Linked DNA regions of Zea mays: region 1 is linked to region 2. Evidence: chromatin contacts called from public Hi-C data. All regions are on one chromosome and are shown on one strand. The core of a region is the stretch at or near the end of the contact, and the rest is flanking DNA. Distances in the headings are between cores, read along the strand shown. Region 1 holds the start of LOC100281255 (branched-chain-amino-acid aminotransferase). Region 2 holds the start of LOC100275676.

Region 1 (2,852 bases), core at 321-2,820, 180 kb before region 2:
TAAGAGTAGTATGCTTTTCCACTTTTGTATTAGGCGCAGCTGTGTAGTATGCTTTTGGCGAATAATATTAAAAAAGATTTGGATTTTCAGCTTTAGCGGATGTCTTCCATGTCCATTGCTTGTTCAATGCCATGGTCTAAAAATAAGATTGTATCATTCACATATTAGAATCAAGAGATCATCGTAGTCCAATTATATATATTGTCAATTGTTTTAAGTATATTTTAGGTGCTTCGACAATGAATTACCAGAGAGGAGGGAAGAAGAGACCTGAAAGCTTGATCGGTACGTTTGTGAAGGAAAAGACAATGAATGCCCCTCATAGGATTTTGTAGTCTATGTGTATAGAACTCTGAGCATGTTTGTAATACAAATTTATACTCCAATTTATCACTATAAATAGAGCTACAGTGTCATACGTACGGACACTTTAGGCCCCGTTCGGTTTATAGGAATTGGAGCTCAGGATTGATTACTGGCCGGATTACTTCTCTAATTTATATAGATTTCGATGAGTTGGAATGAATCCAGGTTTATTCCGGTAGAAGCGAACGGGCCCTTAGAGTGATCCGGATTGCTCTGCCTTCAAGCCGTGACTTCCTTACCTAAGCGGATGGATGGTAGGGAGTATCTGACGCATATCCACGTCGATACATATCATCGACTCAGAAGATGGTTCGTTCTATGGATCACCGACGGCATGGTCAGCTGGTACGGTCCCGCCCATTCAATAATGGTCACGCCTATCTAGGCGTCCGCACTCTGCAGATCAGGACTTTTTGGGCACTCGTCGTCCCTTTTGCACCTACACCTGCCTAAAATAGTAAAATTGATATATGTATAATATACCAACATACCCCCACCACCACCAGATATGGCAGCAAGTCATGGGCTCTCCAAGGACCATGCATGCATGCAGATAACTACTACTCATCACTAGATAAGACAGCGTGAAGAAAAACACAAGAGCTGAAAGAGGAGTACTGGTTGGTGAGGCAACCAAGGTAGCTAGCTCATGTGAAGCAGAGCGCCAGGAGAAAAGGAGACGGAGTACAAGCAAATTTGGACACCTGCACGCTCGGCTGCGACGACGTCTAGTGGAAGCGAAAGCAGCTAGCAGCTGACATGAGCTCCATCGATCTCAACCCTGCCCTGATCAGTGATCAATGAACACTTCCCCGTTGCATGAGCCGTTGCCATCGACGACGGCTACACGTGGCGGAACCGTACGACGCCTTCCTAGTTTCCCGGCCGGCGAGCTCCGACCCTCACGCGTGCAGAGACGCAAGCGAGCCGGCCAGCGCTAGGTCAGTTGGCTCTGTCTCAAGGCAAGCTGTATACCCGAGACGATCTTTTATCATGCATGACCCCCCCCCCCCCCCCCCCCCCCTGACGCAATCGGACGCTGCAATTTGCACGCTCCGTGCCAATAGCTGCAAACCCAAGTTCTATCGCTTTCTGCAGGACTAGCTGTAGCAGCAGTGGACGAATACACAGCGCCGGAAACGAGCGTTCGCCGCCAGGCTATCCGCCGCTTGCATAAGTACAGCCCACTCCGACTCCGTATGGGACACATGGGCGGGTGCGTGGTGCACTGGTGCTTCCATCGAACTGTGCTCGTTTGATTAATTTGCCCTCCTCTTCCTTCCCTCCAGCTAACCCATCAGCCATTGGTAGGTAGCCCGTGAACGAAGGTTGCAACCATAACTCTTCTCTTCCCACGAGAGAGAGAGAGAGAGAGAGAGAGAGAGAGAGAGAGAGAGAGAGAGAGCTTGACCGAAATCCACATACCGTGTATAGCTAGTGGTAGCAGTGCAGCCGGCCGGGGTCTAAAGAAGGGGGACCGTACGTACTGCATGGCCGCGTTGACATCTGCGAAGGGCGCTCTCCTTCCGTCGTGGGCTCGCAGCAGCAGCAGCGGCCATGGCGGCGACTTGTGGAGGGTCCTGGGGAAGGCGTTGGCTACGGTGCGTGCGCGATTCTCGCCGTGTGTAGTGTGTGCCTGTGCGCACCGTTCACATCACATCCCAATCCCATGCGTTAACCTCTCGCCGTGTGGAAGCTGGACTGTGCGGCCCGCTTTTACTCGTTTCCGTAACCGATCGTTTCTTCTTAATTCGGCCGTGGCCGCCGCCGCGTCCAGGACGATCGATGCCTCTCCCCGCCGCGATGAGATCATCCATGCTCAGAGGTCGGTGTAACCTCTTCCTCCCTTTCGCTGCTCGCTGTTCGCAGGCCGGAGGAGGAGGCGGCGGCGGATGCTCCCTTCTGCTCCCGCGCCGGTGGCAGTCGTCGCTGCCGCAGCTGGACCACGTCGCCGACAGGTGAGCCTCAGTGACAGACAGTACGCCCGGCCGCAGATCCCGATCGGGCATTCTCCGACCGACTCCCCCATTGTTTCGCCATCTTTTAAGTCTGCCGGCCGCAACGTGCATCATGCAGCATGCGTGTGAACGTACTACGCAGGTCCAACGAGGAGAGCGGCGGCGAGATCGACTGGGACAACCTCGGCTTCGGCCTCACCCCGACCGACTACATGTACGTCACGCGGTGCTCGCCGGAGGACCGCGGCGACTTCCCCCGCGGCGAGCTCTGCCGCTACGGCAACATCGAGCTCAGCCCCTCCTCCGGCGTTCTAAACTACGCCCAGGTTCGTTCTCGTCCTCGTTCCGTTCCGTCTTCTCTCTAGTAATTAAACTACTGTATATCGACGACGGTGACGAAACGAAACACCCTGGACGACGCCGACGTTAATTGAATATTATCTTAGTAGTAGTTAACAAATTATTGGCACGCATGCCTGGCTGCTACTGCGACCAACCGCCGCCCGCTCCCTGCAGGGCCTGTTCGAG
Region 2 (2,700 bases), core at 170-2,669:
AGTTGTTGCGGACTGCCAACGCCTAGCTTTTCAGCTCGATTCTATGAGAACCGTTTTGGTGAAAATCGTCCAAAATTAACGTAAACACATAATCGACCGAGTCATAGCAACAGAAGGAATCACTTCCTGGATCCTAAACTCTATGGACTCCTTCATCTTCTTCCACACATAATCCCCACGATACTTAGATTCCCCCCACAACTAGATTCTCGAAAAAACTGCTTAGGAAAAAGCTGAACCAAACAGGCCCTAAGGCCCAGTCCCGATCACGGTCGTTCTAACATCGGTTATGGCGCCGCTGTATGGGTGGGGCAGGAGTTTAGGGATTTTCTCGACCTGTGTGAGAAGATCTTTTTGTAATGCCCAAGGCTGCCTTCCCAGGTCGAGTTTTTTTATATAATATTTTTTTTATCCTTGTCTACTAAAGAAAAAAATGTGAAATTGTTAATTGTCTGTGTCAACATATATTAGATTTTGTCATAGTTGTCCCATTCCTTTTTGCTGAAGAGCTAAAGTAATCTCCTGGTTTATTGCAAAATACATATCCAACTAATTGAGCATTATGTATACAACTCTAACCGTGTGACAGCACAAGTAATAATCCTAGTATCAATCAAAGGATCCAAGATTCAAATTAACCAACAGCGAAATTTGAAAAGAGTTCTCTAGGAAGAATGCAAAAGATGCATCATCAACATGAAATAGATACTTGATCCCTGAACAAAGAAGCCCTTCAGAAGAACAAATGACACTGATAGCATGATCACGAGACAAGCATTCAGAAGTGATGCTCATAATTGGTACGAAGCAGACCAGACCATCAAATAGTTCAACATATGAAGTCGCTCACCTCGAGAAGACCCTTCAGGATCCATAAGAACGTCAGGACAAGCACGCCATTGACCGAAAACTTCACCTACACACGTATAAGCACCACTAGATAAGGCCCAATACCGGAAGGTCCCAAGCTAAAACAGAGGAGATAAATGAAGAGCGGAACGGACCAGCTCGGCGGGGACGGAAGGCGGCAGCACGGACCTGGCAGCGCGGCGCGCGCGGCGTGAGGCCTTCCTGAATACGGAGTGCAGGAACCGGGCCAGTAGGTCCAGGCTGCGGTCCTCGTCTTCGTCCTCATCTTCATCTGCGTCGTCTTCGTCCTCCTCACTTCCGTCCCGGTAGGACGCGGCGGCGCCCGATAGATCGCCGACCCAGGGGCGGGCATCTGGGACGACAACGACGGCGTCGGGATGCCGACGCCGGGCAGCGCGGAGGCGTGTAGCAGGGGAGGGGCGCAGGTGGCGGGGGGATGCGGACGTGGACGTGTGGAAGCGGTGGCGAGATGGAGGGGCGGGGACGGGAAGGGGAACGAGGGAGGTGGAGCCTGCCATGGGGGATCTGCAGGTTTGTTGTGTGCTTCGTCCCCGCGTGTTTGTGCCTGACCTTCTCTTATCCGTTCTCGAACACACGAATTTCGCGGAAATGTTAGGTATCCCCACTCATACTCTAAATTTCTACTCTAAAATAAATATTATGTCAGCAAGATTTTCTACTCTATATCATGATCCTCTGTAGTCGTATTAATTATATATATCAACCTATATCCACTGCCATATATTATATATTTTTTCAACTCTATTCAATCCCTAGTGCCCCTAAATCTCAGGATTCTAGCGTAGTAGAAGTTACATGCACTCTAGATTTAGTGTTTCATATTCCCTCAAAGTTTACCGTATGTGTTTCAGTTGTCTGCTGTAGCATTTTTCTATCCCATACATAACTCTATTTCATAGCGCATTCGTTGAAGTTGCCCACTGCGGTCAGCCTTGCAGCAACTTCACAACAATCAATTTATTTTTTTATAGAAAATAAACAGCAACAAAATCTCAGTCTCTCTATCTCACCCACAAAAATTTGTATTTTTTTCTTCTTTTTAATTGACGTCTGACGGTCAAATCGAGTGTCGAGCTCTATTTCACAGTGAATCGAGACATTCGGATTTAGTTTTTACATACTCTAGTTCAATTCAGAACTTTTGGCGTCCGACACACAAAATGTGCTTTGATACTCCTATCTTTTCTATGTTGATGCAACTTGCCAACTTTATGTATGACAATGTTATAGATATGTGAACGTTTTCATAGAGTCCATACCCTTGGATGCTATCAAGATGCATTCAAGTATCCCGTTATAGAAAGGTATTGTAAGGCCTAGCTACTAGGACCTGCCCTCGCTCTAGACAAGGTAAGGGCCTGACCCTCTAGGCAACTTGATCTCGGGAAACTTTGAAGGAATGACATCCAGACCACCATGTCCCCATTAAGAGAGATCAAGGGTCTTGGGGCCCTCATGGCCCTAGAGTACTATGAAGTTTAGGGCACACCACACTCATGGAAACTAGTCCACAAGGATGGTTTAAGACCTAGAGCTCGAGAGTGCCCCCATCTGGAATGACCTTACCCGCTCCCTACCCATGCCTCGGAGCCAATCCATTAGAATGATCTAAGTCCTCAAGGCGTCCTGTGCCTCAGGGTGCTCATGATAGATTTAAGTGCCTAGCCCCCATGCCCCAAGGCAATCATAGGGGCAGAGGCACTTAGTCACCTAAGGCCCTATACGTGCCCTTAGGTCTTTAAGGTCCTAGGCCTCATATAAGATGAAAGTCTAGGCCCCAAGACCTCCTAGGGCCAGGCATCCCATGGG

What was found. Hi-C and Micro-C count contacts between places; a contact is called where the count stands out from the background.
Region 1: a contact with region 2 is called in a Hi-C map of tassel, with 5 times the contacts expected there. The contact joins the promoter of LOC100281255 here to the promoter of LOC100275676 in region 2. A contact is called at or near these places in 8 of 25 Hi-C or Micro-C datasets (bundle sheath, ear, endosperm and 2 more).

The regions. Positions count from the first base shown.
Region 1 is chr1:29,509,155-29,512,006 of Zm-B73-REFERENCE-NAM-5.0, reverse strand. LOC100281255 (branched-chain-amino-acid aminotransferase) reads left to right here and starts at 1,570. Exons shown (of 8, transcript NM_001154174.2): 1 at 1,570-1,967; 2 at 2,236-2,324; 3 at 2,467-2,650; 4 at 2,841-2,852. The coding sequence starts at 1,857.
Region 2 is chr1:29,332,739-29,335,438 of Zm-B73-REFERENCE-NAM-5.0, reverse strand. LOC100275676 reads right to left here and starts at 1,419. Exons shown (of 3, transcript NM_001321779.1): 1 at 1,005-1,419; 2 at 851-916. The coding sequence starts at 1,388.